2 separate regions of the Mus musculus genome follow, and region 2 is linked to region 1. A link is a contact called in public HiChIP or PLAC-seq data. All regions are on one chromosome and are shown on one strand. The core of a region is the stretch at or near the end of the contact, and the rest is flanking DNA. Distances in the headings are between cores, read along the strand shown. Region 1 holds the start of Sh3bp4 (SH3-domain binding protein 4). Region 2 has its middle 68 kb from the start of Gm34331.

Region 1 (5,360 bases), core at 1,157-3,656:
AGCTCCATACTTTGATGTGTCTCTGACCTTTGTTTCCAGTCACCAAGCATCACCTAGGCCACACTTGGGCTTTCTCATCTTCTTGTTCCTTTGTGAGCATTTTGCTCAGTGCAGCTAAGGAGTCTTTCATGTGCGGGGCCATTTGCAGTGTTTGGGGGACTCATTTTTTTTATACCTTTGATCATTTATAACTCGCTTGTCTTTTTCAATGCTTTATAAGCAGTTCTTCTTTTGAGACAGATTCAGTATAGCAGTAGATCTAAGTTGTCTTTGAATTCATAATCCTCCTGCCTCATTTTAGCAAGTACTAGGATTAAGGTATATGACACCTAACCCAACAGGTCTTTGTTTTTTAAAAGATTTATTTTCATTTTGTGTAAATGAATGTTTGCTTGAATATATGTCTGTGTGCCACTGGTACGCCTGGTGCCGTGAAGGGCAAGGGAAAGTGTCAGATGCCCTGGAACTCCAGTTAGAGATGGTTGTGGGAGCTAGGAACCGAAGCGTGGCCCTCTGGAAGAGCAACCAGTGCTTAACCTCTGATCCATCTTTCCATTCTCCAAGACAGGGTCTCACACATCCCAGGCTGATCTTGAATTCACTATGTAGGGGAGTATGACCTTCAACTTTTGATCCTTCTGCATCCACCTTCCTTGAATCCCCCTTGAATCTCTTGAGTGTGGGCTTGAGTGACTACATCCCCATTTCTTGGCGCTGAGGATGGGACCCATGGCTTTGTGCATGTTTGGCAAGCACTCTACCAACTCTAGCTATAACCCCAGCCCACGTTCATGCATATTCTCCCTCTCCCTCTTTCTGACATGGTTTAGACAGGAGACATTCGGAGTCACGGCAGTACAAATAGCTAATATTTAGTGATGGCTACTTTGTGCTAGGCATTCTGCTGAGGCTTATGCTCTGTATTTAATTTTCATACTCAGAGGCAAGTGACTCACACAGAGGCCTAGAGATCCCAGCACAGCAGGCTGGCTCCTGACACGCCCTCCAGTCTGGATGCTTTTGTCTCCTCCACCCCCACCCCCTCCAACCATGTAAGTCACTTGCACCTTCAGGAGACTGCTTCTTTTAAGGTCGACAGCTACACTTAAGGAGTAATTGTACTCGTTTCCATGTTCTAAGAGAATATGAAATTCTACCCTCTTAGCCTTAGGTTGACCAGTATGTCTACCTGACTCCACTAGGACTACATCTAGAGCGGGGTGGGGGTGGGGGTGGGGGAAGGCGGGCAGCCCGAGTGCAAGGGTGGAGTGGAAGGGGAGCATAAAGAACACGGGAGATAGAAAACTGGCTAGTATTCCGACTCTGAAGCCCTCTCCCATGTGATCTTGCCGAATATGATAATCTGTGTTAACGTCTGAAGTCACTTAGAAAATATAAATGGTATCTGTCGCCAGCGATGATAGTGAAGATGGACTCAGTGGGCTGCTGGATTTGGATCTGTGGCAACATTGAAGACATGATTGCCACTGGTTCCAAGTGGAAGCCTTCATTCCCTGGCCTCACCACCACAGCAGTCAAAGGCTGGTTCGACCTCACTGAGGCAATCAACCCCTACAGGCCTCTGTCTACTCCCGTGAGAGATGACTCATGAGCTTGGGCTTTTGCTCCGCTGCCTCGCAGTGTGTTCATTCACTGAGCTCGCATCGAGCGTCTACTTCTGTATGTGAGTCTGGGCAGAGGAAGTGTAACTATGCTGACATGTATTCAGTTGCAATCTGCCTCGCAGGCAGCTCTCCTCCACTTGTAGTTGTTCCCTAAGCTGAGTTTTGTTTGTTTTTTCTCGGTTTTACTGCTTAACCACTCCCGGGGGATCAGAGGCTTCCCCAAAACAGAGCACCGGAGGTCTCCATCATCTTTGCTCATTTCTGGGTCCAGGGGTAAAGATCCCGAGGCCCTAACCCCACTCTCTTAACTGGCGCTGTTAAGGAAGGAGACAAGGAGTGTTGGCGGGAATCGCGCCGGAGCACTGGAGGCGCCAGTAAGCCAAGCCGCTTCTTTAAGTAAATCAGCGGCTCAGTCGGCCCCGCCCCTCCGGGACATCCCGCCCCCTTCATCCAGGCCCCGCCTTTACTAAGAACTGCCCTCCCCCAGCTCGAGGCACAGCCCCTACTTGCTCCAACCTCATATTGACCACGCTCATTTGAGCACACCCCGCCCACTTTTGCCCCAGTATCGTCTAGGCCCCGCCTCTCCGACAAAGACTCCGCCTTGAGAGTGCGATTCCGCCCCCGGTCCCTACGCCCCAGCCTGAGCTTGACCCGCCTCTTCCTCGCTCCGCCCCCAGCTTTGGCCCCGCCCCTCCCGCGGTCTCTGCTTGCGCTCCGCCCTCCTGGAGCCCGCTGTTTGCGCCCCGGCCCCGCCCGCGCTCGCGCCCCGCCCCGGCCCAGACCACCTCTGCGCCCGCTGGCGGGGGCCGAGCGCTCTGGGCTGTCGCGGCGTCTGGGCACCTCACCACCTCTGCTGCCTCGATCGCTGAGGCCGCGGTACCGGGAGTCGCGCGCGCCCCCGGCCGGGTGAGCCCCACAGGACAAGAGAACCGCAGGACCCGTGGGGCGCCATGCGAGCCAGGTAGGAGCCTAGGGTCGGACGGCGCACCCTATCCCCGCGCGCGCTGTGGCTTTGGGCAGCATCCCGGGCTCTGGGGCGCGGCTAGCCTGGAGCAGCTCCGAGCCCCTTGAGCTCCCGGTTCCCTGCCCTCTGTGGTCACAGCCCGACCTGGGCTGCGGATCGTGGTCGCTAGGGCCCGGGGCGCGGGGAGGGCGGAGGGGGTCGCGGCGCCACCCGCGCGGTTCTGAGAAGGAGCGAAGAGAGCGCGGCTTTGGGTTAAACTTGGTGACAATGCACATTTCAACTTCTTCGGAGAGCCCTCCTGGAGGATGAAATTGAAAACTCCAGTTTCTGTCTTGGTGATCGAGTGACCGCGCAGCCCCGAGGTGACAGCGCTGGGGTGTGCGGGTGGGAGCGGTTAGGATAGAGGAGCGTTGTTCTGCAAGTGCTGTTTACCGTGAAGCCGCCCTGCGCCGCCCAGTGTGTCTTGTTAGAGGGTTTGGGGGCCAGGAGGCTCCCAGCTGGGATCTGGCGTTGTAGTATGCAGGTTTGGGGGGCTTAGCGGTGCGGACTGTGGGGCTGGCTGGCGCTGGCCCTTCCCGGGTGTGGGGCGCCTGCAGATGCCGCGCGGGAGGAGTGGCGGAGAGCTGGCTGGCCGCTCTGCGTGCGCAGAAGGTTGTGGAGCCTCGTGGAGCTATGAGATTTGAAAGGGAATACCATGCTGGGCTTTATTCGTGTTTATTCTTCCCTTGTTAGTGCATCAGATTGGTGTTCTGTGATTTAGCAGCAGAAATAAAGTTCGTATAACTTTTGCTCTGATTATAAAAGCAATGAGTGTCCAGAGCGGAAATAAACACGAGATCTACGCCGATCCCACATTCGTTGGGGGTGGGGGGTGGGGATGTCGCAGCCTTGTAGATTTAATCATTGAATTATACCTGGCGCCTTCTTGCCTAACCTCAAGAAAACCCTTGCTTGAAACCCTTGATTGTCTCGTGCCCAAAGTTTGGAATTTTTGACCTGCCTTACCACAAAGGCTGTTTCTGATAGTTATGAGTACCCTTTTGATGTACTGGGGTTTCCCATGAGATGGTGGGTACAGATGGAGAGAATGGTGGTGGGAGGGCCGAAACCTCAGCCCAGTCCGTGGTTTTGGTACCGAGCCTTGTAAAAATGACAGTAATGATTCTCAATCTGCTTCCTGGGCCAACCATAAAAATTAATGGGTGGTTTGCAGAGCGTTTTTGGCATCCTTAGATGGACAGCGGCTGTATTTCAATGTGCTGGGGAGCATTTAGCTGTTACACAGTGTCATCTAGGTAGCTAGGTAAAACAAGCTACCTAGAGCTTCGCTACCCTGCCCAGGAAGCAAGATCTAGGCAGGCCCTAGGGATCCCAGAGCACACTCCTATTCTCCTGTTGGTGCTGGCTAAGTCCTTCAAAGTGAGAGGCTTGGAAGTAACTGGTCTTCTCAAGGATCCTTTCTGCAGCATCTTTTGGACTTGGGGGAGGGGGTTGTCCCAAAGTCAGGGGGCATTGGTGCCTGGTATATGCAAAGCTGTAGAATGTCCTGTAAATGCCTGCCCAGGTCACCCTCCAAGAGAGAACAGTTGGTCCTGGGAGGACACATGAAGTGAACAACCTGGTTTCCCAGCAATTTGTTTTATGTCTCACGTGTTTACCGACTGAACAATGACCGGCTCGGAGGCTGGCTGCAGAAATGCCAGCAAGGCCTCTGTGGACTTTCCTTTTTTTCCTGTTGTCCCCAGGTCCTGGCACCAGGCTTTAATGTTCTTACAGAACAATTAATAGGGACCCAGACCGAGAGGTGAGGCACAGGCTGCCTTTTGTCCTCACCCTGTCTCCCGGCAGGAGCTGGGCTGGACGATTTTCTTCGCGTTACTGGTGACCCTTTGATAGTTTCGGTTTTTTAATTGTTATCCCCACCAGCACTTTGATAAGGCCTGAGTCTAGTTGCAGATGTGAGCTCAGACAGGGCCTTGGAAGGGCCTGAAAGCTGGCTGGATACATTGTTGATGAGGCACCCTTCACTCTGGTTGTTGATCACACGGAAGTTGTGTTGCTAATTTTTTGGTTAGAGGTAGAAAGGGCTGGGGGTGGGAGGGGTCTTCCTAGTATTTCTCCTTTGCTGTTTGCTAATCCAGCAGCAGGCTGGAATTATTCCCCTTCCGGCTGTTTGCATAGACTTTCTTTCTATTCTAATGTTGATTTTAATCTGATAATGAGATGGGAGAATGAATGATGAATGGGGTTTACACCCTCGATTCGATTTCTGGGAGGCCTCTTGGGTTTGATTCCTCTGTTCCCAGCCAATTAAGAGCCTTTTGCTCTCTGAAACTGAATGGTGTGTGTGTGTGTGTGTGTGTGTGTGTGTGTGTGTGTGTGTGTGTGTGTGTGTGTATGTGTGTGTGTATGTATGTGTGTGTGTGTGTGTGTGTGTGTGTGTTTGCCTGTTTGCTTGCGCCTCCTGGGAGAGAAGGCTATTGGTGTCTCTCTGAGAGCCCATGACTTGGAGGAGGCCAGAGCCACTGTGTTCCTAACTTGCAATCCTGGCTCCGGGCACAGCATCTTAACTCCCAGTTGGAATCATATTCAGTAAGTGGACAGCTTTGTGGCTTCCTATGGCTTTGTTATTTTCAGGGTTGACACCTGTGTGAGATCGTTTTACCCTCTTTCTCCGGAGACTTGGAATCAGGTCCCTGGGACATTTCCCAGGACCCTAGAGATAAAGCACCAAGATTTCTTTGTCCCAAGGTTACTATCTGACGGCC
Region 2 (5,360 bases), core at 1,173-3,672, 100 kb after region 1:
CACTGAAGTTCGCATGTGGACAGCCAGTCTCTCGTGGCATGTGATGTCCCTTTCTCAGTGTCTTCATCACTGTTCTATTGCTGTGAAGAGACACTATGACCAAGGCAACTCTTACAAAAGAAAGCATTTAACTGTGGTCTTGCTTATAGTTTCAGAGGTTAGTCCATTATCACCATGGTAGGGAGCATGGTGGCACAGAGACATGGTGTTGGAGTAGTAGCTGAGAGTTCTACATCCTGACCTGTAGGCAGAAAGAGAGAGAGAGAGAGAGGGAGAGAGAGAGAGAGAGAGAGAGAGAGAGAGAGAGAGAGAGACTGAGACTTAGCTTTTGACACCAGGTCAGCTTCCTCAAACAAAGCCACACTTCCTTCTAATCCTTTCAAACAGTTCCACTCCCTGGTGACTGAGCATTCAAACCTATGAGCCTATGCAGGCTGTTCCTATTTGAATTCCCATACCCAGCATGCTCAGGTAGTGCTTCATGCCCTGGCTTGAAGAGATTCTCCACTGAGCAAAGTGCTCGCCACACAAGCAGGAAGACTTGGCTCTCCAGAACTCATGTAAAAAGCTGGAGGACATAGCTGCCCACCTGCTGTCTCACTTGGAAGGATGTGGAGATAGGGAACACCTGGAGCGAGTCAGCTTGCTGAAACATCCCTGAAAGACCATACGGAGGGTGGAAGGAGGACAGGACCTGACACCAGCCTCAACACACACACACACACACACACAGAAACATAGACACAGACACACACAGACACGGAAACACAGATACAGACACACAGACAGACACAAGACACACATACATGGAAACATAGACACAGACACACAGACAGACAGACACACACAAACAGACACATGCCTTAGGGTTTCTATTGTTGCATAAAACATCATGACCAAGAAGCAAGTTGGGGAGGAGAGGGTTTATTCAGTTTACATTTCCACACTGCTGTTCATCACCAAAGGAAGTCATGACAGGAACTCATACAGGGAAAAAAGCTGGAGGCAGGATATGATGCAGAGGCCATGGAGGGATGCTGCTTACTGGCTTGCTTCCCCTGGCTTGCTCAGCTTGCTTTCTTATAAAACCCAGGACTACCAGCCCAGGGATGGCACCACCCACAATGGGCCCTCCCTCATCAATCAGTAATTGAGAAAATGCCTTACAGCTGGATCTCATGGAGGCATTTCCTCAAATGGCGCGTGTGCCATTTGAAAGTTAGAAGGCAACTCTGCAGAGTTGATTCTCCCTTCCACCATTATGTGGGTTTGGGGATCAAGCCAGGCGGCAAGGCTTACACAGTGAACATTTCACTTACCCGCCATGTTGCTCTGCCCCAAAAAAGGGTTTACTATAAGCTTTTTTTTTTTTTTTTTTTTTTGGCTTTTTTAGAATTTAATTTTATACGTATGAGTGTTTTGCCCACTTGTGCATCTGTGCACCACAGGGCAGCAGGCAGGTCAGCAAGCGCTCTTAACCGCTCAGCAGTCTCTCCAGGCCCCTGGCTTTTGGGCTTTAGTTTCCTCTGGCTGCTGACCAGGAGACGGTCATGAAGCCATCTGAGCTGAGGGGACTTCCTAGAACCTGAGAGAGCATGCCGTCCACCCATAGCAGGAAAATAGATTGAAGCACATCTATGCAGCAAAACACTGTTTGGCCATGACAAGGGAAAAGGCCCATCTCTATGACCAGGGTAAGGGTTCTCCAAGATACAGTCCAGGCACAAGTCTACCCGTAAGGATGGAACTCACTCTTCACTAAAACGAACACATTTGGGCCTAGACCCCTGAGGTACTTGGTCCTGGTGGGAGACTGACATTTGAAGGGAGCCCGCTTCAGTGATACCTCCTTCGTGCTATTTAGTTTGTTTCCCTGAGCCAATGCTAGTTTCCCAGTCCTCCAGCTAGTACAGACAGTAATTTATGAAATGACAGCAATTTGGAATTGGCTGTAAGTACCCAGAAAATAGAATGAATACCCCAATTTGCAAAATTAAAAAAAAATCAGAGTATCAAATTTGCATGCTATTAATCAACAGAGTGGGCATGTATCCGCAGATAATCAAAATTAAGTGTATATACCTAGAACAAGATTATTTATTCTCCCACCCAGGGCCCATGCCTGGCTTTTAATCTGTGAAACCCCCCAATGGTGCATACATTTTGTGTTAAATTGGTCTCTGTCTTCTGAGGAGACCCACAGCTTTTTTAGAGACCCTTAAACAGATTTACTATCTGCAACAATTTAACTTCTAGCCTAGGACTGGGGAAGAGAGGACATGTTGGAAGAAAGCCTACAGTCTCCCCAGTCTTACCAGCCAGAGAGGAGTCTGTAAATGGAAGTCTGAAGCAGCTGAAGTGTCTGGGGTTCATGCCGGCTGAGCCCACCTGCACCTCCATCTTGCCAGCAACACATCTGTGCTCCCTGACCATGAAGAGCATCATCTACCAGCTGCCAGGATGGCACTGGTACCCAGGGCAGCTGTGTGAATGAAAGGACTCTTTTTTTTTCCCCTCAACTAACTGGTTATCCCTGTGGGTGAATGGGCTGCATTAGAGGAACAACCTCCTATTTCTCCCTGAATGTGCATCCACCCACAGAGTATGGCTTTCCTCCGTGGTGGAGGCGGTTGGGCACCTCCAGACAGGAGCCCCATCTGTCCTTACCAAGGAAAAAAGCAAGGACTCTGCCACAGAAGCTCTGCCAAGGCCCTGTGGCATCTCAGCTGGCAGGGCTACGCAGCGGACAGCTGGGGTTATCCGAATTTCTCAGACAGGGGCGTAGTTTCAGAATGTTACCACAGATCTCCAGGGATTCTGCACGTATGGAAGGGAAGGCCCAGGGGGGCAGCAGACAAACTGGCTTCCCTGGCCAATCAGGGGTGGGGAGTGGGGGTGCAGGACAAACTGGCTTTCCTGGCCAAGCAGGAGAGCATAGAGTTCACAACCTTGGGAAACATAAACCAGAAATAGGCCTGAAAATTAACATCTAAGTGTGGCCAGAGGTCAGAACTCCCTGTTTCACTCATGATGGCTGAGAACAATATATGACTTCTAACAGTTACGGTCCAGATAACAGAAAAGGGAGAGACACATGTGGGGCATCCCGAAGGATTCCCAGTGAAAGCAAAATATGTGTCTTTTATTCTCTGCTTACTTGCTTGCTTGTTTATTCTTTTATTCATTTATTTCAGATAGGATATCGCTGTGTTACCTAGGCTGGTCTCCATCTTGTGGGCTAAAGCAATCCTCCTGTCTCAGCTTCTCTGAGAGCTGTAACTGTAGGTAACCTCCACCCTGCCTAATACACAAGTGGATAAAAAGACCTCCTATGTGTGGATATTTTTTTTTACATTTTTAAATGTATTTATTTACTTAGAGGGCTTATGCCACATGGCACACGATGAGACCAGAAAGCAGTTCTCAGGAGTCTGGTCTCTCCTTCCAGCACATGGATTGCAGAGATCAAGCCCAGGTCATCAGGTCTGGTGTCAAGTACCTTTACTTGTCATTTTATCAGCCCCAAAATGCATTAAAAGAAAAAAAAACTAGACAGTAATGGTGCATACCTTTAATCCTAGCACTCAGGAGGCAGAAGCAGGCAGATCTCTGAGTTCGAGGTCAGCCTTGTCTACAGAACCCTGCCTTAGAAAAAACAAAACAGCCGGGGCCTAGCAAACACAGAAGTGGATGTTCACAGTCAACTATTGGATGGATCACAGGGCCCCCAATGGAGGAGCTAGAGAAAGTATCCAAGGAGCTAAAGAGATCTGCAACCCTGTAGGTGCAACATTATGAACTAACCAGTACCCCGGAGCTCTTGACTCTAGCTGCATATGTATCAAAAGATGGCCTAGTCGGCCATCACTGGAAAGAGAGGCCCATTGGGACAGGCAAACTTTATATGCCCCAGTACAGGGGAACACCAGGGCTAAAAATGGGAATGGGTGAGTAGGGGAGTGGGGGGGAAGGGTGTGGGAGACTTTTGGGATAGCATTGGAAATGTAATTGAGGAAAATGCGTAATAAAAAAAGAAAGAAAGAAAAAAAAAGAAAAAACAAAACAAAAACAACAAAACAAAACCCAAGAGAGAAGAAAAGAATATATAAAATAACCAAATGTGCTTCATTCATCTGTAGGCACAGGCAAAGTCCCAGTTTTGGGCGCAGCCCGTCTTTGTCTGCCTTTGTTATCAGCAGCCAGCTCAGTAGGCCTTGTGGGCAGACTGTGCTCTGCTCACGTTCTCACGGCCAGGAGAGCTGGGAGGTCTCTCTTTGCTGGGTACCCTGAGGGTCTGAGAACACATGCTGCATTACCTCCTAACTAGGCACTCAAGAGGGGAAGGATCCTGCTCACCAGCACCGAGGCAGGTGGAGGGCAGCAGGAGGCACCAGAAGCCAGAGGAAGAGAGTCTTCACGTGACCAAAGAGGTGGCCAAGACATACAGGACTTCCAGTGCAACCCTCTCCTTTAACACAGAGTTCAAGTTCGTGAGGTAGACTGACCTCCTGTCCTCCTGGGATGTTCCCTCATCTCCACTGCAGGCCTCCCTCTCTGACAGCAGCCAGCCTCTCAAGGCCATGGAACTCATGTCACCTCAGACACAAACAGCCCAGGGTCCCACTGCACCCATTAAACTGCCAACGAACTTCTAGGCTGGGCCACTCCTTGGAAAAGGTTTTAGGGATTTTTTCCCCCAGGGAAATTTGTCTATGTGACAATTTTCCAAAGACCAAGGACTCATTAACTGATAGACAATTCAACAGAAATCTGATTTTCTATTTTTATAGCGCCAGGTATCCTTGAACTCACAGCTATCCTTCTGCCTCAGCCTCCCGAGGGCTGGGATTACAGTCATGTGCCAGCAGGCTCAACTAAACTATTTAAAACATAAACTTAAAAGCATTCTCCCTCACCTCCCTTCCTTGCTCATTACATTAACTATGGGATCCTAATTGGAAAATCTTTAATCTTAAAGAGATATAGCTGGAAACTGCAGCCTTCTGATGTCCCCGTATTATGATATAATGGCTGTCTTGAGCAGACTGGAGATCATCTTGCTGGGCTATAATGTATAAGGGAAGACTTACTGAGTCTATCTTTAAAAAACTACGGTCTAAGAAAAAGAGAAAATTCCTTTCATCTCTGAAAGAAGATACTTAAAATACTCAATTCTTGGCTAACTCTTTATTAGAAATTATTAGAGAATAGTTTCAGACCCAACCTCCCTTTCATGGCTGCGCAAGATGGTATTTTTTAAATCACCCAAAGTACCTTTGATCTACGTTTCCTACACACCCAAGGGAATAGCTGTGCACTTCTGAGAAGCTGTAATTCTGGGGCTTGTCAGCCCTTTCATT

Evidence for each region. HiChIP or PLAC-seq counts read pairs in DNA pulled down with a chosen protein or histone mark.
Region 2: a contact with region 1 is called in an H3K27ac HiChIP or PLAC-seq map of oligodendrocyte precursor cells, with 7 times the contacts expected there. The contact joins the enhancer-like site here to the promoter of Sh3bp4 in region 1. A contact is called at or near these places in 8 of 39 promoter capture datasets (3T3-L1-derived adipocytes, the C10 cell line, cranial neural crest and 5 more), 1 of 15 datasets of contacts at CTCF or cohesin (the NIH/3T3 cell line), 43 of 484 Hi-C or Micro-C datasets (the 4T1 cell line, the C2C12 cell line, MC3T3-E1-derived osteoblasts and 29 more), 25 of 115 datasets of contacts at active chromatin or transcription factors (the NIH/3T3 cell line, bone marrow-derived dendritic cells, craniofacial prominence and 18 more) and 6 of 9 other capture datasets (adipose tissue, embryonic stem cells, embryonic tail and 3 more).

What each region holds. Positions count from the first base shown.
Region 1 is chr1:89,068,009-89,073,368 of GRCm38.p6, forward strand. It overlaps Sh3bp4 (SH3-domain binding protein 4), which reads left to right and starts at 2,407. Exons shown (of 6, transcript NM_133816.3): 1 at 2,407-2,589.
Region 2 is chr1:89,168,934-89,174,293 of GRCm38.p6, forward strand. No RefSeq gene overlaps it. Among named protein-coding and RNA genes, the nearest start is that of Gm34331, 68 kb to the left of the region's middle. Within about 2 kb of position 2,423, at least 12 of the 459 cell types and tissues checked have an H3K27ac peak or open chromatin away from gene starts, as enhancers often do. A contact at or near this core is called in cerebral cortex and oligodendrocyte precursor cells, where this site is marked.